Regions from separate parts of the Mus musculus genome. Here regions 1, 2, 4, 5, 6 and 7 are each linked to region 3. Evidence: chromatin contacts called from public capture Hi-C, promoter capture Hi-C and targeted proximity ligation data. All regions are on one chromosome and are shown on one strand. The core of a region is the stretch at or near the end of the contact, and the rest is flanking DNA. Distances in the headings are between cores, read along the strand shown. Region 1 holds the start of Cd6 (CD6 antigen). Region 2 holds the start of Mpeg1 (macrophage expressed gene 1). Region 3 holds the start of Mrpl16 (mitochondrial ribosomal protein L16). Region 4 holds the start of Dtx4 (deltex 4, E3 ubiquitin ligase). Region 5 holds the start of Tmem109 (transmembrane protein 109). Region 6 holds the start of Ccdc86 (coiled-coil domain containing 86). Region 7 overlaps Prpf19 (pre-mRNA processing factor 19).

The links. Promoter capture Hi-C pulls out the DNA fragments that hold promoters and counts their contacts. Capture Hi-C pulls out chosen DNA fragments and counts their contacts.
Region 1: a contact with region 3 is called in a promoter capture Hi-C map of liver, with 3 times the contacts expected there. A contact is called at or near these places in 2 of 39 promoter capture datasets (liver and pre-B cells), 1 of 484 Hi-C or Micro-C datasets (B cells) and 1 of 130 datasets of targeted methods (bone marrow-derived macrophages).
Region 2: a contact with region 3 is called in a capture Hi-C map of macrophages, with 2.4 times the contacts expected there. A contact is called at or near these places in 7 of 39 promoter capture datasets (the 3T3-L1 cell line, the C10 cell line, cranial neural crest and 2 more), 2 of 130 datasets of targeted methods (bone marrow-derived dendritic cells and pancreatic cancer cells) and 1 of 9 other capture datasets (macrophages).
Region 4: a contact with region 3 is called in a targeted proximity ligation map of pancreatic cancer cells. A contact is called at or near these places in 4 of 39 promoter capture datasets (the C10 cell line, hippocampal neurons, pre-B cells and 1 more), 2 of 484 Hi-C or Micro-C datasets (the N1E-115 cell line and uterus) and 3 of 130 datasets of targeted methods (astrocytes, epiblast stem cells and pancreatic cancer cells).
Region 5: a contact with region 3 is called in a promoter capture Hi-C map of liver, with 4 times the contacts expected there. A contact is called at or near these places in 6 of 39 promoter capture datasets (embryonic stem cells, erythroid cells, hippocampal neurons and 2 more), 3 of 484 Hi-C or Micro-C datasets (CD8 T cells, muscle stem cells and natural killer cells), 3 of 130 datasets of targeted methods (bone marrow-derived macrophages, memory CD8 T cells and pancreatic cancer cells) and 2 of 9 other capture datasets (adipose tissue and liver).
Region 6: a contact with region 3 is called in a targeted proximity ligation map of bone marrow-derived macrophages, with 6 times the contacts expected there. A contact is called at or near these places in 6 of 39 promoter capture datasets (embryonic stem cells, hippocampal neurons, liver and 2 more) and 4 of 130 datasets of targeted methods (astrocytes, bone marrow-derived macrophages, embryonic stem cells and 1 more).
Region 7: a promoter capture Hi-C map of liver shows a contact between it and region 3, with 2.9 times the contacts expected there. A contact is called at or near these places in 5 of 39 promoter capture datasets (embryonic stem cells, hippocampal neurons, liver and 2 more), 1 of 484 Hi-C or Micro-C datasets (embryonic fibroblasts), 2 of 130 datasets of targeted methods (memory CD8 T cells and pancreatic cancer cells) and 2 of 9 other capture datasets (liver and macrophages).

The regions. Positions count from the first base shown.
Region 1 is chr19:10,827,988-10,831,401 of GRCm38.p6, reverse strand. It overlaps Cd6 (CD6 antigen), which reads left to right and starts at 1,344. Exons shown (of 13, transcript NM_009852.3): 1 at 1,344-1,594. The coding sequence starts at 1,546.
Region 2 is chr19:12,459,183-12,462,724 of GRCm38.p6, reverse strand. Mpeg1 (macrophage expressed gene 1) reads right to left here and starts at 1,955. Exons shown (of 2, transcript NM_001374668.1): 1 at 1,864-1,955; 2 at 1-1,574. The coding sequence starts at 1,524.
Region 3 is chr19:11,768,783-11,772,500 of GRCm38.p6, reverse strand. It overlaps Mrpl16 (mitochondrial ribosomal protein L16), which reads right to left and starts at 2,086. Exons shown (of 4, transcript NM_025606.3): 1 at 1,977-2,086; 2 at 1,634-1,699. The coding sequence starts at 2,031.
Region 4 is chr19:12,500,191-12,503,800 of GRCm38.p6, reverse strand. It overlaps Dtx4 (deltex 4, E3 ubiquitin ligase), which reads left to right and starts at 1,805. Exons shown (of 9, transcript NM_172442.3): 1 at 1,805-2,794. The coding sequence starts at 2,584.
Region 5 is chr19:10,880,149-10,883,589 of GRCm38.p6, reverse strand. It overlaps Tmem109 (transmembrane protein 109), which reads left to right and starts at 1,847. Exons shown (of 4, transcript NM_134142.1): 1 at 1,847-1,938.
Region 6 is chr19:10,947,439-10,950,693 of GRCm38.p6, reverse strand. It overlaps Ccdc86 (coiled-coil domain containing 86), which reads left to right and starts at 1,428. Exons shown (of 4, transcript NM_023731.3): 1 at 1,428-2,416. The coding sequence starts at 1,461.
Region 7 is chr19:10,903,279-10,906,926 of GRCm38.p6, reverse strand. Prpf19 (pre-mRNA processing factor 19) reads right to left here. Exons shown (of 16, transcript NM_134129.4): 14 at 3,466-3,636; 15 at 3,184-3,289; 16 at 1-1,892. The coding sequence ends at 1,795. Among named protein-coding and RNA genes, the nearest start is that of Prpf19, 9.9 kb to the right of the region's middle.

The DNA.
Region 1 (3,414 bases), core at 95-2,594, 940 kb after region 3:
AGTCTCTTTCTAGACTCTAGGGTTCTGCTTAGAGACAAATTATCCATTCCCACATTCTCTCAACAAAACCTATTTAACACCTACTATGTGTTACGAGGGGGGGCTCATTGGTGAGCTAAATGCACAGTCTACTTTCTAGCCTGGTTCAGCACGCCTAGGCAGCCTGGTCCTTCCCGCTCTAGCCCTTTCCTCCCGAATCTTTTCCTTCCCCAGCAGCCTCCCTGCACAGCCATCTGCTGAAACTCCGCTTGCCCTCTTGCCCAGGACACAAACAGCGAGCAGTCCTCAAAGATGGGATCCAGATTCTTTGGCACCTCTGTGCAACTCCCACCTGGGTTGGGGCACGTGGAGGTGGGGGGGAGTCCTTCTCTGAGACCCCCTATTCTTTGGGGTTTCCTTTGGAAAAGCTTAGGCCCTTGCTACGTGCACCCCAGGACTGGGGAAATGGTTCAGTAGTTTGCCAAAGAAGCATGAGAAGCAGAGCTCAGACTGTCAGGACCTACACAAAAGCCCTGCAGGTATGGCAGCCTCCTGAGATCCCAGCACTTAGGAGGCAGAGATGGGGACCTCCAGCGTAAGCTGGCGAGCTAAACTTGTGGAATCAGGAGCTCTAGATACAGTGAGAGACCCAACCTCGATAAATAACAGAGAACAATTGAATTGAAGAAGACTACTCTGACATCAGCTTCAAACTTACATACACACACACACAGACACACACACACACGCACAAATATACACACACATAGATACACACATTCATACATGTGCATATACACTACGCATACCATATGCTCACACACACACTTGCACACACATGCACACACATGCACATACTTTCTCTCACAAACATACACACACATGAATGAACACACACACACACATATTCACACACATACATATATACACATACACGCACACACACTACACACGGCACACCTGACATACCCCTCGATACACACACGCAAAAGAAGAGTCCATCAAGACTCTGTCCTCCTGCCTCTTAGTCACCACATTCCCAAGGACAACACAAACCTTGGAATGCAACCCCATGAGAGCTGGATTCTGTGGGAGGGGCAGCAGGGGCGCATTAATTCACTCTTCTAGCACCAGTTACTAGAGCATCTCTGGGAATGAGCTGTCTCTTTGTGTCCAGGAAAGAAGGCACAGCCTCTTTGTCTTTCTTGGAAGACCCTCAGGGATGCGTTCATTGGACATGGCCTCTGTGATTCTTAGGGTTCACTTTGGTTGGTGGGCTTATGGAAGGTAGCTTGGCTCCCCCACCCCAACAGCCCTGTAACAGCACCCCTGTTACAACAGCCTGGCTTCCTGGAGACCAAAACCACAAGCAGAAGGTAGAGGCGTGAGACACTCACAGGCTGGGCCTGTGTGTAGGAGAGAGAGTGCGCAGCACACAGGGCACTGAGAACAAGAACAGAAAGGGCACCACGGGTGAGACAAGCCATCGGTGGCACAACCGTCTCCCGGAACCAGGATGGCACTTCCTATGGGCAGGCGTGAGTAGCAGTGGAGACAGCACCAGACATGTGGCTCTTCCTTGGGATCGCTGGATTGCTGACAGCAGTTCTCTCAGGTAGATCTCTTCTGTCACCTCCTACAGCTCGTGCTAGGGGACCCGGGTTCTGTCTGCTTGGCCCCTTGCTAGCTGTTTCCTCATGGCCACCTTTGTAGAGCCTTTTAACCTAAGACCATCCTGGTGTGACAACAGCTTGGGGCTTGAGGTGACGCAGGGACCCCTTAAAGGGCCGGATGATGCTCTCATCATAAAAGGCCTCCTGGGAGTGAGGTGAACGAACCTCATGCCTGACTTGGGGCCTAGGTCTGAGGAAGGAGCTCCCCACGCATCCATAGGTGCAGGAAGCACCCGCTTCTCCCACCTTCTTACCATCTCACAGGAAGGAAGGAACGACTCCTTTGAGAGGGAGGACCAGCCAGCATCAGTATTTTCCATGTTAAGTCCCAGAGTGGGGTTCACCAGGACCAGAGACAGAATCCAGGGAGACCCAGGGGACTTCACTCTTAGTGACTTCGGTTCAACCTCTTGGATGAATTTGAGACACAAATGATCAAGAAGGCTTTTGAGTTCCTGAGCTGCTAAGTGCTGAAGTAGTCTTGCATAGTCTGGACTAGGGTTCTGGAGCAAAGGCCCAAGGTCGCCAGATACTTGATAGAGTGCACAGGCCAAGCTAGCAGAAACAGGCAATACACAGAGACTCAGGAATCCCTGTACATGGCAGGCATTCACATTTCAGGGTAGGAAGATGGTATAGAAACAGACTTAGGGTCTAAGGAGTTAGGTCTGCCTTACAGAAGGGGAGCCCAGGCAGAGGGATGGGGACATAAAGCTGGTCAGAGGTTATGAGCACTCGGGGAGTTCTGAAGTGTCTTCTTTCTGTCTGGATCTTCAGGCATTTCATCCAAGTCCCCTGGTGTTAATTGGCATGTGTTTTGCCCAGTAGAGGCCTGGGCTTTTGCTGTCCTTTCTTGACCAGCTGTTTCCAAAGCACTGGCTCTCGGAGCTCAGCCTCCTTCTACTCAGGCCGACGGCAAGGCCTTCTGCTTCTTCCTATCCATCAGTGCCACCACCTCTGCCTCTCTTAAGAGGCCTGACACAAGATCAGGCTTAAGTCCTAAAGGAAAAGGTCTGCTGACCGCTAAGACCGGGGCCCCAAACAAGCCAGCTCCTTCTCTTTCCACTGCTTCCCAGTATGGATGAGGGCTGGGGCTGAGCTGAGCACGGAGCCCTTTGGGCTGAAACTGAGAGGTCCTTGGTCTGAGATGATGGGTCCAGAGTGATGCCTATGGGAAGGTAAGACCTCAGCAGCAGGCGGGCTCCAGAGAGCCTACCCTTAGGTATGGGTTGCACCTGGCCCATGCACAGTATCAGTTCCCTCAGCTCCTTCCTGTCCCTGGGTTGATGTCAGTTGACCCGCTTTTAGTCACTGATAGAAGTTTAGTTTTGAAAGAAAAAAATTGGTTATGTTGTAAGTGGAAAAGCCTTCTCGTTTGCCAGAAATTAAAGGGATGAGGAAAGCCTAAAAATAAATGGTGGTAGAACCCAATTCGAGGCAATTGAAATGGTGTCACCAAGGCCCTAGAGCCTAAGGCCTACGCCATTCTGCTCTCCCAATTAGAGGGGTAACGAGGGAGGTGGGTAAGGACATCCTGGTTCCGAACTGTTATTTTCTTCAGAATTTGTCAGTCACTCGGAGCAGGGAACAGGCTCCTCATTGGTCAATGCTCTTTCATCAGTGCCTGATGGTCTATGTCCCATGGAGAAATGTCCCAAGAGGACAAGCTTTGCAGGTGTAAGGAAAACTGCACCCTAAAGTGACACTATGTCTCCCTCATGGTGATGTCTAGGAGGCTGAGTCTCTGGGCCCAGGGCCTGAA
Region 2 (3,542 bases), core at 706-3,205, 690 kb before region 3:
CTTGAGGCTTTCAAACAGGTTCAGTGGGATGTAGCCTGCTGGGCATGACTGTGCATTTGTCATAGGGTTGATGGTCTTGTCAGTGAAGACTCCTCCAAAGAGAAGTCCTGAGTTGTCAGGTACTTGGCCAGCAGCCACACACCAATAAGCCCTAAATTCAGCCTTGGCCACTCTGAACACATCTTCACACACTGTCTTGCAGAAAATCTTGAGGGTGCATTTCTTTTTACATTCCAGACGACTGTAACCCTCTTCATGGGTCTGGGAGAGCAGATGGACAGGGGTGTAGCCAGGGGGACAAGAGAAATCACCTGTGAGCAGGTTCTTCTGCTCCAGGTTTTGGCAAAGAACATCACCTGACAGTTCAGTGCATTCCTGATAAACTCCACCAAAGGTGAAGTTGGTGACTTTCGCATCACAGGAATCATCATCCATATTGGCTTGAAAATTAAAGTTGGGGGAATCAACATTTGTGCATCCTGGGTGAGTGTTAAAAGTGTAATAGTGTCTCACAGCAGTTTCCACTGTCTTCGACAGCTTCTTCACCAAGGGACCTGGCAAGCCAGGTAGCTTGTCAGGTTTAATGAAGAAATGCAGAGGCAAGCCAGCACGGTCTATTGCCACTAGGTGGTTAGTGATGCCCTTCTGCCAGGTTTCTAAGGTGATGCCTGGATAGAAGGGAACCCCTCCAAAACTCTGCACCCTGGAGTTGGTCCTGTTCGACAGGTAGTCCTTCGTCAAACTGGTCTGAGAAATGTAGTCTGTTTCAACTTTGAAGTTCACAATGTTTAAGAAGGCAATCCCTGCAGAAGCGGTCACGGTGTTCTGGCTATTCTGGTTGTCCAGAAGGAAGGAGGACCTTACGTGATCCTCCTGAACCAGTGCAGCCCCAGCATCCACACTAGTGATTACGTGTGTGCCATAGTTGAGGATCAAGAGCTCTGCCAGGTAGGTGGCCATCTTCGTCTGGTTTTTCTCTAGTTGGTCACAGATGTCCATAAGTGCCTTCGTAAACCCCAAGCTGAGCTCTGAAGTTGGGGTGGTTTTCACTGTGTAGATCCGGTTTCTTACCTGAACCCTGGTAGTCACAGCTTGGTCCTTTACTTGAAGGGTCTTCATCCTTTGGAACTCAGTAGAGAACTTGCCGTTGACTCTGGAGAAAAGGGCGAGTTCTGTGTTGATAGAAAGTGAGGTGGTACTCTGGTAATTCATCCAGGACTCCAGGACTTCTGAGTTCATCTCCAGGTTGCTCTCTTTCTGAGGAATAGTATACACTTCATCGGGGATGATGTACTGCCCATCTTCTGTGGTCTTACAGTTGGTGTATGTCAAGTCCATCACCCGTCCCATGTCTACATTTCTCAGATTATCCCAGCCTCCTCCTGGTAGGACCTCCAAGACAGGTAGTTTCAGGGCATTCTTGCATATTTGAAATCCAGTGGTACCCGTTTCTCCAAGAGGCTTGTCTGCTTCAGCACACGCTATTATCATCCAGATGAGGACCAAGGCCATGAAGCTGTTCATGGCGCAGATGGTTTTGGCCATATACCAGCCCTAAGCATTCACCAACAAGACTGGGGCAAACAGAAGGATGGAAAAGAAAGCGGTTGTTGAAACAGAAAATTCTACAGTTCTCCTAAAACCATCAGTTCCTCTTTATGCTGCTCCAATTGCAAAACAGAGAAGTGAAAGCTGGTTGGAATATTAGAGACCATTAGTACCTTGTAAAAATTATTCTACTCTGGATATGCAAAGATACACTCTTCAATCCCCCCCCCCCCACACACACCCTATGTCCCTCACCCTGCCTTTCTTCTACACAGGGGTTTGGCACCCAGTAAAAGTGTGGATTCAACAACTTACCTCTGTCAGAAGGCTCTGTCTGGCTTTTGTTTCACTCTCTTTGACTTCAAAACCTGCCTTTCTCTTCTTTTGTGAAATCACAGTATTAGTTTCTTTTTACTGGAAACGCAGGAGTTAGTAGCAACCTTGTGCTTATTTACATACCCCGCCTCCAGGCTACTCTGTGTCAAGGACAAATCTTAGATGTCTCATTGGTACACTGAAGTTGGGGCCTGCCCCCTGAGAACAAAAGTGTAAAATAATAAATAAATAAATAAATAGATAACCTCAGATGCATGCTTTGTGAGGTCTCATTGTTACAAACTCAAACAGTCCTATTTTGGAGATAGACTTATCTAGGGCTGAACTGCTCAGGAAAGCATTCCGTTTGCTGGGAACCCTCACCCTGAATTGTTCTGGGCATCCTGGGTGAGGGTGAGGGCTTCCACGCTGTTCTGTTTTTCTCCGTTCAGAGAGAAATATTCAAGAGAAGACAAAAGCCACACTACAAATTTGCAAAGTTTGGTTTACTCAAAGCATACAAACGGCCCAGGAGCATCCGTGCTTGTGTCCACACATTTGTCTGATCGTCTCCATGTGTGCAATTTTTAAACTAAGCAGCAACTGACCACACGTTTAACTTTTTCATCCAAAAACTTTTTTGTCAGCAAAGACAGCAAAAAAGGAAACATGCTCTTTATTACATGGGTTAAAAGTACTAAAATTCATTTCTTCTATTGTCAGGAAAACATAATGAGCACTCTTTTCTCAACACCCACCTCTTCTTTTTGTCTAGCAGTGATACTAGCTCCTTTAGATTTGTGATTCAGAGAGGAGTAGTCTGTGCTAGCGATCAAGTATCAGAATTAAGGGAGGCTTAGGTGAATTACACAGTTGTAACACCTGGAGTGTCTTGGTTCATTTAGCAGCAGCCAGGAACTCTATAGCAGATAATAAATCTTCACACAGCACCCTCATAGCACCCCAGATCATTTTAGGAGCAAGATGCAGGGCTAAGACTTTAAAAGCAGAAACATGTTTCAGCCGTGGGTGAAGACTACCACCTGTGTATAGGCTGTGAAGATCTTAACGAACTAAATTATCTCAGGTTGTCATTGAGGAAGCAACAAAGCATTTTTGAAGGACTTGAGCTTCCCTAGCCATGATCCAGGCTCCAGTGGTGTTCTGTAAATCCATAAAAGCCTTAGCATGGTTCTATTCATGCCAAGGTGTTTGGGGAAACTGACTCACACCAGCCTCCAATGAGGAATGAGTTTGTGAACGATGTCCAAGCTATACCAAGTTGGAGAACCCAGCCGAGTCACTGCAGAGGGTGCTCTAGTTCATATATAAGCAGGGTTATGTATTTATACCTCAGGAGACAGCACCTAGAGTTTAAAAGCTGAGACTTGAACGCCCTTGAGTGCTTGCAATAACTCAGTAAGTGCACTCTTCTATTTTAACTGGCTTATGCACACCTATTTGATGACAGGCAGGCTAGCAATTTCTTCTTGTTCTCTCTTTTCTAAATCACGTTGAGGGCTGGGGACGTGGTTATGAGGGTGCAGTGTTTATTGTGCAGGTACTAAGTCCTGAGTTTGGATCCTTAGAACTCGCCTAAAATGTGCACACAGCAGTGCATGCCTGGATCTCCAGTGCTGGAGAATCCCAAGAGACTGCTAGCTAGTGAGTAAGCTAAG
Region 3 (3,718 bases), core at 837-3,336:
GTGGCATATCAAGTTGCAGTAAGACTAGGCACCTTCTGTCGTATTAAGACTGGATGGGGCAACCCAAGATGAAGAAAAGGGTCCCAAAAACTGTCAAAAGAGTCAGAGACAGCCCCGTTAGGAGTCCCACATGAAGACTTCGCTATACACCCACAACATGTACGCAGAGGGTTGAGACAGTCTTATGGATGTCATGTGATCACTGTGTAACCTCGAACCTGCAGGAAGTGCTGGACTGAGTGGTGGCAACCTTTATATTTCTTTAGGGCTTCAACACTAAACAGACAAATGGGGGAAATACAAAGTGAAGTATTAGAAATTGAAAACAAGGGGCCCACAAGATGTCCCAACCGGTAAAAAGCACTGCTTGCCCATCTGGGTTGGAGCCTTAGGGCCCACGTGGTAGAAGGAGAGAACTGACTCCCAAAAGTAGTCACAGACCTCCAGATATATGCCTTGACACATACGCACCCACACAAGTGCATGCATACAAAATAAATAAAAGGCAATTAAAAATAAAAAGAATTGAAAACAGGAGCATACATAATTTTCAGCTAGGCCAAGAAACATAATTGGGCAAGTGGTATTCTAATCTCTACTTTAAAGAAGAGGAACTTCAGTTAAAACATCAAAGCCAGAAGCATGCTCTTAAAAACCAAAACCAAAAACAAAACAAAACTCACTGCTCCTCTAGATTGCAAAAATACCATTAAAACAAAACAAACAAACGAAAAAAAAAAAAACCTTCTGTTGTATTTTTCTTGGTAAACTTACAAAGTAGGATTTTTCTTGTCACTATCCTCTATATGACATCCTGGGGAAAACAACTGTGACTCAAAAAAAAAATTAAATATGAGAAAGAATGGCTCCATGATAGAATAAACAAAACAGGAAGCCTCAAAGGGCCATCAGATCATTAATGGAATAATAAAGTTGCTGTTCCAAGTTACAAAAACTACTCTCCCTTCACTGACTTCTATGGGCAGCTACTGTGAGACCTGGTAATACGTTCTTACATCTGCAAGTTAGTATGCACTTCTAAGCACACACAGCACCTTATTTATCAAAAATGTTAGGAGTGTTTTGTCTGCATGTATTAATGTGCAGAAGAGGATGTAGGAACCCCTGAAGCTGGAGTCCCAGATGGTTATGAACAATCTTGTGGGTTCTGAGAATTGAACCTGGGTTCTCTGCAAGAGCAACAAGTGTTATTAACTGCTGAGCCATTGCTCCAGCCCACACAGTAGTTTAACAGTTATGTGCCGAAGACCCTCAGATGTCTAGGCCATTTGCAGTTTTGGAGATTTTAGTACATTAAAAAGTTAGATGTACAGGACTGCAGAGCACCTGGCTACTATTGCTAAGTGTCTGCATATCTGTACTATTATTTAGAAGATAAAAAAATCTGATATATGCCCAGTTAGTGCTGACTGGGTAGATCATGGGCCACACATCAGTGGTAGGATGCCTGGGAACTAGCCCAATAGTTATCTGCTTTGCAACATCGAGGGACTTCGCTGCAGTTTGCCTTCCTTACATATATCTGTTGAATCACTCAACGGAGGGAGGAAGCACAAACACACCTTCGATGCCTTTTCTCAGAGAAAAATAAGTGGAAATGACAGGTACTCACTTTCAAAAGTTGGAACTGGGAGGAGCGTCTTCAGACCAGCACTGGTGGGAAGGGCTGCCCAAGAATCTACAATGACAAATCAAACCATTACTGTTACACTCTGATCACTCCTGACAGAGGTGTCTAGAAGCACGGGGGTACGAGTTCCACTAAATGGGCTTCCAAGGAAGCAACTAGGCTCACGGAGCACCGTCTCCCGCACATGACCAGGACCCAGGCCTCCGCATAGTGGAGGTGGAAGAAGTAAGGAAAGCGCAGGACCTATCGCAGTAAGCATAGACTTTGGAATGTGGGGAGGAAGATCGGGGAAATGCCTTTTTAAAAGATGAAACAGGTTTCTGACCTGAAAAGTGCATCCGCAGGAGCGGCGCGGGGACGCGCGTCAACAGCCTCCACATGGCCACGCGTGTGCTGCCGGGTCAGGTTTCTCTCAACTACAACAGTGGCTTTTCCCAGTTCAGAGCTTTGCCGGCCCGCGGACACAAGACAGGAAGTGACGTCATCCTGTCCCACCTTTTATAGAGTCCTGACGGAAGTAGAGGAAACTTCCAGCACCTGGTTCTGGAGCAGGTTATCTGCGGGTTAAAGGTCCCACAGGCCAAGCCACGCCCGAGGTGTTTCAAGTTTCCGCGAGGGTCTTCTCAGTTTTTTTCTGTTTAGTGACAGCTCTGGGTTTTCTCCTTGGTGTAGAAAGCTGCGAAAGCCCGAGGTTTTGTAAGAAGTTGTTCCCTTAACTTTCCGTACATTTATGTCTCTTCTCTAGGGACATAGAAAGATGCTATTGATTTGTCATTGGCTTATTTACTGTGCGCTTGCTGAGTTTGGTCTTGACAAATCTATCAAAAGAGCTGTAGCTGGAGTTTTCAAGGTAAAAGCACTGGCTTGGGCATTCCCAACCGGCTGGGTTCGATCACCTGTCCTTTTACTTTTATAATTAAAAAAAAAAAAGATTTATTTATTTATTATATATAAGTACACTGTAGCTGTCCTCAGACACACCAGAAGAGGGCATCAGATCTCATTACAGATGGTTGTGAGCTACCATGTGGTTTCTGGGATTTGAACTCAAAACCTCTGGAAGAGCAGTCAGTGCTCTTAACCGCTGAGCCATCTCTGCAGTCCCACCTGTCCTTAATATGCTAATTAAAAGAAAGTAACCTCGAAAAGCCATTAATTTAAGGTAGCTTCATTTGAAATAATAAATGATGGACTCCAATGACCATTCAAGATCATTTTCATGGCCCTGATATGAGCTTTAAGCTATTTATTTATTTATTTATTTATTTGAGACAAAATCTCTATGTAGTTCTGGCTGTTCTAGAACTCACTATGTAGATAGGCTGGCCTCGAACTCACAGAGATCTGTCTGCCTCAGCCTACACAGTGTGGGATTAAAGGCATGTACCACCACACCTGGCACCTTTAAGTTTAACTAGTGGACAAACTGGGGCATCGAGTGGGGAGTCCGCTAAAAAGTATGCATAATTAAGCAGTCCTGGTCTAGGCTGATCATTGCTTCAGTTTTGGTTTGGTATGGTGGTCATCTCAAGCTGGCATAGATTAACAGGATTAATTTGTTTCTATAAATGATCAGTTTGGTTTCAAGATTTAGCCTTGTCTTCACAGAAGAGGGGTAATGTTCTGTCTTCAAAGTTTTTCCTTTAAGAAATCCAAGAGAAGGAGCTGGAGGGATGGCTGGGTCGTTAAGGGGATTGGCTGCTCTAGTGAATGGACCACACCATAATTTAATAAGGAAGGGAAATGAAATAATGTATAATTATCCTTTTGGAAATGTTGGACATATAATTTTTCCTGAGGCTGGAGCTTTGTAGTGATTAGAACAAGAGGATTTGTATCTAAGCTTTTAGGAGACAGATGAAATTAGCAAATGAGACTGATGTCTGTTGTGTTTAAATCATGTTAAATCTGTGTGCTCTTAAGAATTAATTTCACAAGCAGTAAGTACAGCCTTCAATGCTTGTGGATAAGATATACTGGGGAAATTGCTTACAAATCTATTCACCTGTGCAATACATCTGCTTCCCAAGTATTAAGAGACTCTACAAATCCACCCCAGGACACAAT
Region 4 (3,610 bases), core at 556-3,055, 730 kb before region 3:
GTGTTCTCCTGTATTTCTTTAAGTGATTTATTAAAGTCCTTCTTGATGTCCTCTACCATCATCATGAGATATGCTTTTAAATCTAGGTCTAGGTTCTCAGGTGTGTTGGGGTTCCCTGGACTGGGCGAAGTGGGTGTGCTGGGTTCTGGTGATGGTGAGTGGTCTTGGTTCCTGTTAGTAAGATTCCTCCGTTTACCTTTCGCCATCTGGTAATCTCTGGAGTTAGTAGTTATAGTTGACTCTGTTTAGAGATTGTTCTTCTGGTGATTCTGTTACCGTCTATCAGCAGACCTGGGAGACAGATTCTCTCCTCTGAGTTTCAGTGCTCAGAGCACTCTCTGCTGGCAAGCTCTCTTACAGGGAAGGTGCGCAGATATCTTGTATTTGGACCTCCTCCTGGCCGAAGAAGAAGGCCCAAAACAGGACCTTTCTCAGACACTGTGTTGCTTTGGCAGTTCCCAGGTGGTACAGACTCTCACCTAAGCAGACTAAATTCCTAAGTTCCTTGGAGTCCCAGGACCAAGATGGCGACCGCTGCTGCTGTGGCTTAGGCCGCCTCCCCTGCCGGGTGGGCACCTGTCCTCCGGTCCGGAAGGTGGCCAGCTGTCCCCGGCCCACACAGGGTGCTGCCTCAGCGCCTCTGTGCTTCTGCCTGTTCCAGAAGCTGTCAGGTTCTCTGGCGCACCCTCTCACCTGTTCAGACTCACAACTAATTACTATATATTCACTCTCTCTAACAAGTTACCCAGGCGCAAATGTTTTCCTGTGTTGTCATTCATTTCACTTCTACTATACTACCCTGCCGTGTTATCGTGGTAGACACAAGAAGACGGAGTGCAAAAGAGAATGGTCAGAAAGTAAACGTTAGTTCTTTCTACTTCCTGTTTGTCCTGCAAGCAGACAGTTAAATATTTCTTAATACCCACCCACACCTTTCCCCAGTTTAAGTTTCCTCTATCTGGAAATTTCTAGTTTATCTGCTTAGGAGCGGTTTTCTGTTTGTCTCCTCAAATATAAAAGGAGCACATGAAACTATGGAAAAGCCATTCCAAAAAAGATTAACAATCTCATTACCAATATAAGATTGCTCCAAATTCCAGCTTCACTTTGTCAGAACGGATTCATTGTGCAGTTCCACCCACGGAGAAACAAAGTGTGTGTTTTCTGACAAGGTTAATACATAATTCTCTTTAAAATGTCTAACTTAATTCGTTTGGAGACCTGGTCTGGATATGTGGCATGAAATTCTCCATCTTCTTGCTTCTCAAGTGTGGAAGTTGCCCGTGTGATGTACCATGCCAAGCAATAATGTGCAATACAGGCTTCAATCCCCTTAGTCAGAACCCACTTTATATTACTTTCCTCTTTAGCCATTGATGATCAAAATGAGCGAGTCTAGCTTGCGTTTGTTCTGCTGTCTCATGGTTTTATTTACATAGACACTGCAGGATGAATTAGTCTACCTTGTGTCTTCTAACAGAAAAATTGGACAGCAAGAACTTCTTTTCTCTCTATGTAAACGCAGGGAACCCTTGGCACTGGCTCTCGATGGTCACAAGTGTGTGGCCTTTGACCTGCACTTGAGGATTTGGACCAGCAGGGGGCATGGAAGCTCTAGATCGCTGGTGCTAGTGGCCATGGGGCGTGGCTTTTGCATCTTTGATGGACAGCTAGGGAACGGTGCAGACGAGGATGAGGTAATAACGGACAGAACAAGGAGAGCGTGGGGCAATTCCTGTGTGTGTGTGTGTGTGGGTGGGGGGTGTTGCGTGCGTGTGTGGGTGTGGATGTATGTGTGTGTGACAGAGAGAGAGAGAGAGAGAGAGAGAGAGAGAGAGAGAGAGAGAGAGAGAATGCGTATGCATGCACGAGCTGTAGGGAGATGCGAGCCTCTGAGCTCACGCCGCGGACACGGCCGGTGCTGAGCTGAAAACAGACAGACAGACAGTTCCATATTTGAACAGGCTGCAAAGTTGGGTCCTGGCAGTGGCAGCTGGGACCGGGATGGCGCGCGTGCTCTCGAGACTGGGGGACCAGGGAAGCCTCCGCGGGCGCGAGCTCGCCTTGGCGCTCTGCCCGGGAGGGGCGACTCCTCCTGGAGGCCACTGAGCCGAGCCGCAGGGAGGGGGAGCTGTGCCACCGCGGTCGGCTTACTCGAAGCGGAGAGAGGGCGGAGGGCGTGACCGTGCGGCGCGATCCACGCGGGCGCCCGCGGAGCCCGAGGCGCAACTGGTGCGAGGCGGGTGCAGCGTCGCGCTCGGGCCGCGCGCCCCCGGGTGGCTTTGCAAGGCGGGGCGGCGAGTGCGCAGGGCCGGGCCTTTGCATGAAGCCGCTGGACCCCTCGGAGCAGCGGCAGAGGCGGCGGAGCCCGGCGGAGCGCAGTCGGAGACGGGCAGCTCCGGGGTCCGTGTCCCAGTGCCTACGCGGCTGCGGACTCCCCCATGGGCCGCAGCTGAGGCTTCCCGCAGCGGTGGGGCGCAGACCGGGGGGCGCGGTTGAGACCCGGAGGCGGCGGCGCCGGAGGAAGCGCAGAAGGCCGGGCCCGGGAGGTGGGCAGCACCGCGCCGCAACCCCGGGCTCGCCATGCTCCTGGCCTCGGCAGTGGTGGTGTGGGAATGGCTGAACGAACACGGCCGCTGGCGTCCCTACAGCCCAGCCGTGAGTCACCACATCGAGGCGGTGGTGCGCGCTGGTCCCCGCGCCGGGGGCAGCGTGGTGTTGGGCCAGGTGGACAGCCGGCTCGCGCCCTACATCATCGACCTGCAGTCCATGAACCAGTTCCGCCAAGACACGGGTGAGCCATTCACATCTCTTGTCTGTCCCAGGAGCTCCCGCCTCGTGGGTCCGCTGTGATCCACCCAGTGGCCAGCTTTGCTCACTGGTATCAGCTATAGGTGTTGAGGGCAGGTGCTTCTCTTCCCTAGGTCCTCACAGGATTCCAAGACCACCTCCAAGTAAATGTCCTTGCAAGTAGTTTAAAGAGTCTTGATTATACAACCCAGCCTCAGCCTAGCTGCAGGAGAACCCCTTTATGCCCCCATCAGCCCCTAGTAGCCGTTTGTGCAAGAACTCTAGGGTTTTGCAAACCGCCTCCCACCCCCCAAGAAATGCTGACTCTTCAGCAAGACATTACTTGAACCTCTTGGCTCACACCTGCTCACACTTGCTCACACCTCAGTTCACCCTGCTTTGCCTCAGGCACCTTTGGGCCTAACATACACTTGCCCCCACCCCCCACCCCCTTTCAACTTTAATGTCTATATGGCCCTCTTCTAGGGACCCAGCCTTCCCACTGTCAGCTCCTGGGTAAGAGACTTGGGGAGGCAAAGGGATCCCCAGTCTCCAATTACTGTCTATTGTATGAAAGGGCTGGGACAATACTGGGAGAGAGTGGAGCATGGGTTCCAGGACTGGAGCATCCTGGATGTGGTGGCATCCGCAGATGCCTCTGCTTGTACACTCCAAGCACTGAAGCAACAGGCCAGAGCAGATGGAGAGAGGAGGCGGGAGGATTGGGCTCTGGAATGCCTGGCAGGGAAGCTGCTCCCTTTGTCCATAGAGAAGGAGGAGGAGGAGGAGGAGGAGGGACGGAGGGAGGCAGCAAGAGAAG
Region 5 (3,441 bases), core at 598-3,097, 890 kb after region 3:
CTGGAAGAGCAGTCACTGCTCTTAACCACTAAGCCATCTCTCCAATTCCATCTTTTAGGGACTTGACTCAGGTAAAACTTGATCCTTTCAACACAGAAAAGAAAGTAAGGCTAGCTGGGCGGTAATAGTAGTATACACTTTTAATCCCAGCACTCCAGAAGCAGAGGCAGGCAGATCTCTCTGAGTTCAGGGATAGCCTGGTCTTCAGAGCTAGTCCCAGTACAGCTAAGGCTACACAAAGAAACTTTGTCTCAAGTCCCCTACCAGTCAAAAGAACCAGAGTTGAAGTTTATTAAAGATAAGTTGATACATATTTTTAGGAACATGATTTAACAGAGGGGGTGGGGGAGAGAGACAGAGACCAGGAAAAGAGTAAGACATAACCAAGTGTTTATATAGGATTCTGAAGAGGGAGTCACAAATAAGTGTCACACCATTAGCCCATATAAAACATCCTGGCAGCTCTCAAGTTATGCCTTAAAAGGGTTGTTAAGAATTGGTTTTTTTATCCTTTTCTCTCTTTCTGATTAGTGATATTATAGGATGGCTCCAGAAGTGACTGGGTTAGGAATATAATCTAGTAAAATATAACTATGAGCCACTAGGATTGCACCCTTTAGGGGAGGGCTAGGACAGGTCTTTCTTACTGTAAATGTAAGTTTCTAGTGAAGTTCTTAGAAACTTGTAGGTTTACAGCTGGGAAGAGAGAAACACCTAAAGTAGTTTTTGATTCTCAGTTGATGGGAGGTTTTAACAAGACTCCTAAGGGAAGTCCTCCTTTCCCTTCCAATGTTCCCATACATTTCTAATATGTGTGCCTATGTTAATTTCCCAAAAGGCACTTGCAAACTAAAACTAAGTCTAGAAAGAAACCAAAAACACCACTCCCACCCCCACCACCCCTGAGATCTTTTCCACTAAGGCACGCCTGACAACCCGGATTCAATCTCCGGGATCCACACAGCAGGAGAGAACTGACTTCCATAGGAGTATTGTATTGTGCCTGCACACCCGAACGCATGCATAGAATACATAACTACACGTAATTTTAAAATTTATGGGTTGGTGAGATGGTTCAGCGGTGAAGAGCACTAACTGCTCCTCCAGAGGTCCTGAGTTCAATTCCTAGCAACCACATGGTGGTTCACAACCCCCTGTAATGGAATCTGATGCCCTCTTCTGGTGTGTCTGAAGACAGCTACAGTGTATTCATATAAATAAACCTTTAAACAATTTTTACATCTCTGCCTACCTCATCCACAAAGCTACCTCAGTGTTCTAAGGTTTAAAACAAACAAACAAACAAAATAACCCCAGGGCACCTGGGTTGCTTTCCTTTCCCTAACAATTGTAAGCAAAGCTTTGGTGGTCACCCACACATTTTGGGTGAGGTTTTGCTCTCTTCCAGAGCATATGAGTTTCTCCAAGGCCGTACACCGTTCATGTGCCCACTAACACCTTGTGCCTTTCCCCCCTGATGTGCCATTTTTAGCGTGAAAGGTTTCTCAGCCCTCCAAGTGCTCGCCAGCGCCCCGCCTTAGGAACTGCACTTCCCGGGAGGAAACTGCCGCCCTAAATGCGTTGTAGACTCGGATCTGCACCGAATCCCGCATCGAGCACCAACTCTACCCACGCCACAGCCTCGACAGTTCTTTCTTTCCCCTTTCCTGCCAAAGGCTTCGCTTCCGTTCCAACTCCAATTTCCGGCGCCATTCTTCTCTTGGAAATATTTGGGAGGGAAAAAACACGTACAAACCATAATGGAGCGAGCAGAGCGCATGCGTCCACGATGCCTGCCAGAAAGACCTGCCAGTCTCCTCCGTCGACCGCCCCGCGCATGCGCAGACTATAAACCAACACCCCGGGAGTTGAGGCGCCGGTTTGGTGGCGCGTTTTCTAGCGAAGTCCCACGTGAAGGATAGCGGTGACCGGAGCAGGGTGAGTGAGGGCCGAGACCAGGGCTGTAGATGCAGCTTAAAGGACAGATTTGCAGGAGGTAACAGGGCGGAGCCGCAAGGCCTTGCGAGCCCTAGTGGGGAGGGGTCGAACGTGGAACGTGGGGCTTAACAAGTATGGGACCCAGATCCTCGTTGCTATGCAACCAGGGGCGTTGTTACTAGGTAACCCTGGAGGAGAGTGTTTCCCGGGATGAGTGGGTTCGAGCGCTGAGGTCTAGCCCTCCGGAGGGAGCAGCTGCCAGATTTGGGGGATGAGGCCAGTGCCGAACTGCACACCTCCCCCAGCCCCATGGTCCAGCCTCCTGCCGCCTCAGTTGGAGCCCCCCTCAGGGTATCCTGACCTCATGGGCCTCGCGACGCCACTATGGAGTGCTTGGCAGGGGATGTGCTGTTCGAAATAGCACATGCCACTGACCCTATTGCCTGGAGTCTGGGCCTTGGGAAGGGAGCGGCAAGGCTGCACACCCCCCCCCCCCCCCTTTGCAAACACCCTGCCCCACAAACAGTTGCTGGGTAGCAGCTGTCAGGGGTTTAGCGAGGGCTGCCTCCGACCTGCCAGAACGCTGACTTCATTCTCCTTAGTGGTGACTTCGCCACGTTTAGGACCTTCTATCTCAGCTGTGCTTCTCATGTGGCTGTCGTATATTTGGACTGACTATTCAAATAACCTCCTCCCCTTCCCTCCCCCCCCCCCCCCCGCCACCTCTCCATGTCTTTATGTCCTACACTTGTGGCTTCTTGGCAGGGCTTCTGATACTCATTTAGCAAGCACTTAGTCATTCTATGCTAGGTGCTGGGGATTCCAAGAAAAGTTAATGTCAAGTTAGTCTGAGAGTCACTGGGAGGCTGTGGGACAAACTTTGAACACAGTGCTTGCACAAATTATCTAACTTCTTGAAGTAACTCTTAACCCAGTTTCAACAGAACTTACATTTGAGGAGATTGAATTTCAGATAGGTTAAGTAACAGGTGTAAAGGTAGTGGCGGCTAACTTGTGATAGATCTGAACCTGTGTCCTTTGTACAGAGAGCTCTTAGGAGGCTTTGCTTAAAGTAGACTTTTCTCTGCGTTGCTGATCTTTGCAACCACTGTTTGATTATGCCTCAGGAATCCTGGGGAGCTTTAAAAACAAAACAAAAAGGCTGAGCTCCTCCCTGGGAGGGTCTGAGTGGGTTGCCTGGGTGGGGCAAACACCCTTGTTTAACAGGCTAGTCAGGCAGGTCAGATGGGCAATCCAGAGTGAGGATTGCAGATCCACAGGACTGCAGTGAGTAGTGAAGGAACCGTGGGGGCCAGCAGAGGGCACCAAGTTAGTTCTTGCCCCTGTAGTGATTTATAGCGAGAAAGGAAAAAGAAGAGGAAGGAGCACTGACTGGAGGTAGTGTGGACAGCCCCACCCCGCCCTGGCAGAGCAAACCACAGCTGAACATAGAGTGACGTCTCACCACCATAGTAAGTAAAGCAGTTCCCCAGCTGAGACTGT
Region 6 (3,255 bases), core at 179-2,678, 820 kb after region 3:
ATGTGTGGCAGTGCCTAGGGAGTGTGTCCAAGAATTGTGCTTTCTACCTTGCTCACAGGAACGTTTCTCTGGGTCTTCATCTTCCCTGCCTCCTCCTGGATCAGCAAGTAACCATCCCGGCAGAGATGAAGGTTTTAATTGTTTTGTTTTGTTTTGTTTTGTTTTGTTTTGTTTTGTTTTTCGAGACAGGGTTTCTCTGTGTAGCCCTGGCTGTCCTGGAACTCACTCTGTAGACCAGGCTGGCCTCGATCTCAGAAATCTGCCTGCCTCTGCCTCCCAAGTGCTGGGATTAAAGGCTTTCGACACTGCATCTCTTAGCCTATCAGCCAATCAATCAGACAGAGGACTCCAAAGAAATGAAAATTTCCCCAGAATTCTCATGCTGGGAGAAGAAAAAGGTACCAGCCAGAGGGGAAACTTGTCTCCTGGAAAAAGATTTCAGAGTTCTAAAAGCTTGTCAGACCACCTTACAGGATGAGACTAAAACCCAGATAATAATGGGCCAATGGTGGGCAGAGTCATACCTTGGTAAGGACTACTCAGATGTATTTATCCTTGGCCCTCTATCTAAATTTTTTATCTAAATTTAGAACCCTGAGGTCAAATTTGGGTGATTCACAGAATCTCTTTGCCCCTCTTTCTAGTATGACTACATTGAATAAATCTCCTTTTTCTAAAGATTTCCAGTTTTTAATGTGTCTCTTTCAATTGGCTTATTGAGGATAAGGTAGCTAGACCTGACTTCGGGCACAGGTTGTGAACCCCCAACATTGACAACAAGCAGTCAAGGTTTTCTGGGCCACAGACCTGACACTTTGCTGATTAACTGAAACTGTTCAAAGATGAGAACCACCTATTGCATACTTGGGCCCACTAGTAGAGAAGAGGAAGTGAAAAGAATGGGAACGTTTGAGACAACTCAAAAACTGAAGATTTCCCACTCAGGAAGACCACCAGGACCTTCCCCTTTGTTACACAGCGCAAAGCTACTGTGCTACAAAAGATAAAAGAAAAGGCGATGTTTGCGGGCCCAGCAGTTCCAGAACAAGTTAGCGCGCTGATTCGGCTCTGCCTACAAACTCCCTCCGCCTTTTTCCAACCTCTTCTCTCAAGAAAAAAAAAATTATTTTTATATGTGTGTGTGTGTGTGTGTGTGTGTGTGTGTGTGTGTGTGTGTGTGTGTATGTATAATATACCCCCACCCCATCCCCTTGCAAGAACTCGCAGTTTGCAAAAAACGCATCGCAGAAACCAAGCAACTAAACTCTGTAACTGAGCTCATGCACAACACGCATGCGTCTACTAAGCCCAGCCTCCCGGGACCGACTTCATCCCCGGCTCCGCCTACCCACGGGTCTCTCTACCGCAAGTGCGCTTCCTGCCCGGTACGGAAATGGACGAGTCTGACGTCATATGAAGGCGCCGACAGTTCCGAAGGCTACAGAGGCTACACGTGAGCCATGGATACGCCGCTGAGGCGCAGCCGGCGGCTGGAAGGCCTAAAACCTCTGTCTCCAGAAAACCTTCCTGTCCCCGAAGTCTCTCGGGCGAAACGGGCTCTTGTAGATTTCAAGTCGAACTCAGAAGAAACAGGAGAGCTCAAGTCTACGAGAGTTCCACCACTGAGCCTTCCGTCTCCCGGACCTCAGCCGGAGACGAGCCCCGGATCGCCCTGTCCACCACTGAGCCTTCCGTCTCCCGGACCTCAGCCGGAGACGAGCCCCGGATCGCCCTGTCCACCACTGAGCCTTCCGTCTCCCGGACCTCAGCCGGAGACGAGCCCCGGATCGCCCTGTCCACCACTGAGCCTTCCGTCTCCCGGACCTCAGCCAGAGACGAGCCCCGGATCGCCCTGTCCACCACTGAGCCTTCCGTCTCCCGGACCTCAGCCAGAGGCGAGCCCCGGATCACCCGGTCCTAGACAGGATGCAGACGATGGGTCCCCACAAAGGCAGCCAGAGCCTCACCCCGGGTCCCTTCAACCTCATCAAGATCTGGGCCTGGAGTCACCTGCAGGACAGACAGAGTCGAGCCCGGAATCCCCGCAACGAGAGCAGCCATCCAAATTACCTCCCCCACAGGGAGAACTGGACTCTGAGGCGGCCCACGCTAAAGAGGAGGTGATCCCAGGATCCCCCGAGCCTTGCCCGGGCCAGCAAGCACCGGGTCCCGAGCCCTCTCAGCCAGCACAGGAGCTGACGGTCCAGGCACCTAGCTCCCCAGAGCGCCAGTTGGAGCCAGGCAAGCTGCCTCCGGCGGGAGAGACAGTAACAGAAAGTCTCAACCTAAAGAAGCGAGTTATAGCCTCTCCCCAGGCCCCAGCGTCCAAGAAATTGAAAGAGAAGGAGGAGCTTCCTGTAATTCCGAAAGGGAAGCCCAAATCCGGGCGTGTGTGGAAAGACCGCTCCAAGAAGAGGTAAAGTGGGGGTAGCATGGGTGATGTGTTGGGTTCTTAGTACATTTGGACCTTGCCTTCGCCTGAATGCAATCCAAGGGTTGTAAAGAGTTCACCCGAATGAAATTAACAAACACGATCATAATGTCAAAATGCCCTAAGGTCGGGGAGGGAGATAGATCCTCAAAGATCATTTCTTTAATGTCTGCCCTAGACGGTGTTCTTTTGAGCTTTCTTCCCATCCTTTTTTTATTATGAGGCAGGGTCTCACTGTATAGCACTGGCTGTCCTGAAATTCAGAGATACACCTGCTTCTGCTTCCCTAGTGCTGGGTTTATAGACGTGCCACCTTTACCTTGTCCGCCACATCTCGTGTGGCAGGCAGAGCAAGAAAGGCGGCCATTATATGAACATAGTGAGGTCCTTTCCACTGTTGTCTGCTAGCTGTTGTCTTTGATAAAAAATGTATCATGGGACACTGGTTATGTATCACGGTAAGGATGGCCAAAGAGAGAGGCTTTCATAGCCAGCAGCACATGTAATCATCTACCCTTTGGAGCAGGTGTTACTAGGATTGGTGTTGTACATCTGAGGAAGCCAAGGCTCAAGGAGGCTAACTGAGACACGGGATGGGAGCATAGGTTTGATTGCAAAGCGTGTGAGTGAACCCGTTAACCTGCTTCTGGTGGCCAGCTTCCCTTGGGTTCCAGCCTTCTTAAGACATGAGGTCTTCCCTGTCCCTTCAGTGCTGGGGCATGGGAGTGCTCAGTTTAGATTTCTCAGTAAAGGAATGAGGAAGGAGGCTCATGTGGAAAGGACATTGTTTAGGCAGCAGGGGAAGAGAAGTGGCATTCAGTTGA
Region 7 (3,648 bases), core at 262-2,761, 860 kb after region 3:
CACCTACCACAACTCAGCAACCCACTGAGCGTCATGGCCCAGGATGCCCACCGACCCTGGCATGCTCACTGCTGCTTACAACAGTCTAGAGCAAGCTCCATCACAGTGAACATGATCACTCAGTCATCTCTTGGCCCTTTGTAATCCTGTGTATTCGTACGGGGAATACAGATACGTACATATGCATGTAGAGGGCAGAGGCTTGATTACTTTGGATATCATCCTTAGGAGTTGTTTTGAAACAGGGTTTTAGTCTAGGGCCCACTAGTTAGGTCAGTTCAATTTGTGTGTGAACTCCTGGGCTCCTTGTGTCTCTGCCTCCCCAGCACTGAGAGGAAGGGCTCACCATGCTTGGCTTTTCTACATTAGGTGCTGGGGATTAAATTCAGCTCATGGTGACCTAGAAAGCACTTTACTAACGGAGCTGTCTCCCCAGCCCCTGTAGGTTTACCGGATACACTTCTAGGGAGCAGTGGGCTACATAGTAATCACAGATAGGGTAAATTCCAATCTCCTTGCCCACAGGACAGCCTGACAGAACATACCCAGTTGTTCTGTTGTGTTATCAGGACCCCCTAGCTTCCCCATAGCCTTTTAGGCGATAGCTCACTTCTCAGGTCTTCCTTCCCAAGAGTTTCTCTGTGAACTCACCAACCCTCCCCCTGTCCCCCCCCCCCCTCCTCCCTCATCTTGCCACACTCCTAACCTCAAAGCAGGCTCCAAATGCCAACATTCCATTGGGGTGGCCCTACTCCGGCCCTAAGGATCCCCAAGGCACAGCTAATGGTTCCTTACCCTTGGACAGCAGCAGGACCTCCTGCTGCCCATACCTCACTTACCTCAACCTCAGAGCCTTCCTTCCTTCTACCTACAATTCTCCCCTCCTTTAGTACCAGGTAACTTCTAAATGTCAAGCAGCCACAGGAGCCCACATTAATCCCCTCCTGTTTTTATCATCTAATGTTTTATTTACTGTGCTCTAGTCTAGCTGTCTGCCCTGGGAACAGCTCTACTTCAACAGATTAGCTGCCAGTCAAGCCAGCCAGGAATCAGTGTGTATCATCGCCCCTGAAGTATTATCCCTAGCAATCGACTCACAGCAACCCACCAGCAGGCTAAGACTAATCTTCTAGCGCCTCGCTACCTTTCCGGCTTGTAAGAGAGGCCAAGTCAGGGAGCAAGCACAGCACAAGTGACAGAGGCCCTGGAAACAAGGTCAAGGCTTCCGGAGCATGGAGGCCTCTGACAGACGGCTTTCAGGCTTTCCCTCATTTCTGCTGCAGGGGAGGCTTCCTGGTCACTCGTGTCCCATTTCTGCTGTCCCACACTGGGCTCCCTCTCCCATGACCTTCCCCAGTCAGGGTTTCTGGCAGACAGACACAAGAAGCTGACTGTTTACTGTGTAGCTTTTTTTTTTAATGAAACTAGATCGCTGCTTACAAAACCCTGCAAGAGTCCTCCTGCCCCTCCCCTTCACAGCTCCCTTGGCTCCTCCTCCCTGTCTCAGAAGAGCTGAAACAGAGCAGGCATGGAACAGCTGCCACCACTGGGGGAGGTGCTGGACTCCGACTCTGAGCACTTTACAGGGTGACCGTTCCCTGGGGCCCAAAGGCTGCATGGATAGCAATGTTCTATGTGCCCTGGCTCAGACCATCATCCAGACCAAAATGAAATGATGTGAATGTCCCCCCCCAACCAGACCTCCCTCTCCTCCTAAAGTCCCACCCCCACCCCCACCCTCTAACTCTAACCCACTACTGAGATGAGGCCCAGAACTGTGAGAAGGCATAGGGCCTACAGACTGTAGAATTTGAGGCTCCTGTCCATGCCAGTTGAAGCGATGAACTTGGCATGGTGTCCAAAGGCCACTCCAGTGGTCAGGCCACTGTGCTCTGAGGAGAGAAGAAAGGGAAGTGTGAGAAAGCTGTTCCTTCTTCAGGCTCAACAATGATTTTGTTTTGAGTGGCATGCTCCTGGCACAAACTCAGATGGTAAGGGTCAGAGTGCACTATATCCCCCAATGGCAGATTCTGCGCACTGCTTATCCTTAGCCAGCACTCAGAACCTGGCAGGAAGCAGCACTCTTTGTTGGTGAATGAACATCGGGATACTAATCCCGCTCTCACCTGAGCTTTTTGGGCAAGAGTACTTCAGTCCGGCAGGAAATCTTGGTATGTATGTTTAGCTTTAGCTCACTGCTTGGACCTAGAATAGTCCATTAGCCTGTTCTAGCTCACAGGTGTCAAAGTTCAGGGCACACAGCATAGAGCTAGATCCAGAGTAAACAAAGCTGAGCTATCGTCTTCACAGGACTCAGGTAGCTGGAGACCATGGGCAAGTTCCTTCCAGACACAGGATAACACCTGGAGCTCCCTAGCTCCCCAGAGAAAAGCCCTCTTGCACTCCCAACTGGCCCAAACTCAAGGTGATCCTCTGGCTTCAGCTATTAAGTGTTGAATTACAGGTATGAGCTACCACCTGCAGCAACATCCCCACCCTAAAGATGAAGCTAAAGCAACCCAGGGTCACAGCATGGCTCCAAGGTGAGAAATACTCTTGCTCAGCACTGTGCCAACCTCAGACGTTGCCCTTAAGTACTTGTGTTGGGGCCTGAACACCTGCTACTGTGGGAAAAGTCCTGAATTCCATCTCCATATAGAGCAAAACAAACGTACTAAACTACCTTCCATCTGCTCTCCCCAACCTGATTTACAAGCTTCACGACTCACCCATGATAGACCCCAATAAAAAGTTCACAAAAAGTAATATTCACATTCAGACCAAATATACCGTAAGACACTTCTAACCTATGCACTTTCATATAAACCCTCATAATCCCCACTAAGTATCTTCATTTATTCCAATTTTCCGGGAACATCAGAGAGATCACAGTTTGGTCCTCTCAACACACAACTTGGGAAAGGTCAGCTAGTAACAGTATTCACAGCCAAACACACAAGTACTTTTCCTAGGCTACAATGCTCTACTGCCCCTAGCCATAAGTAAAAGCTGCCGGGTGGGGTGGGAGTGAGGGCTCAGTGACAGAATCCTTGGCTATGTTCTATTCCCATGACAGCAAAAAGAGAGAAAAGACAGGCTTATGTAAGCCAAGCCCAGAGCTTTATCCCCACTTCTCTCCAGAACAGACACCCAAGGCCCTGGGAAGCCACAAGCAGCCTCTACCTGTAAAGTGAAGAATCTCTGTCCATTGTTTGCAGATGTAGATCTGGACATCTGTACCCCCAAGCGCCAGGTAGGTACCGCTCTGGTCAAAGATTAGTGACTTCACCTGCCAAACCCCAAAGAAAGGCAATTACACAAATGACCAGAAGACACAAAACAGCTGGGAACCAACAGAAGCAGCTTACATAAGCGCAGAAACTCTCACTGTGCAAGGAGAAGCAACTGAGACTGGGGAGGAGCACACCTCAAAGGAGAAGCAACTGAGACTGGGGAGGAGCACACCTCAAAGTTGTTGTCCAGCTGCAATGTCTTGAAGTTCTTCAACTTGCGTAAGTCCCAGAGCTTGACTGAGGAATCATCAGCTGCTGTGGCCAGGTAGTACCCATTCTCAGAGAAGGCGATGCTGGTAATGGGGCCAGAATGGCCAGGGAAGTTGGCCACATTGGTACGCTCCTACAGGTAGGG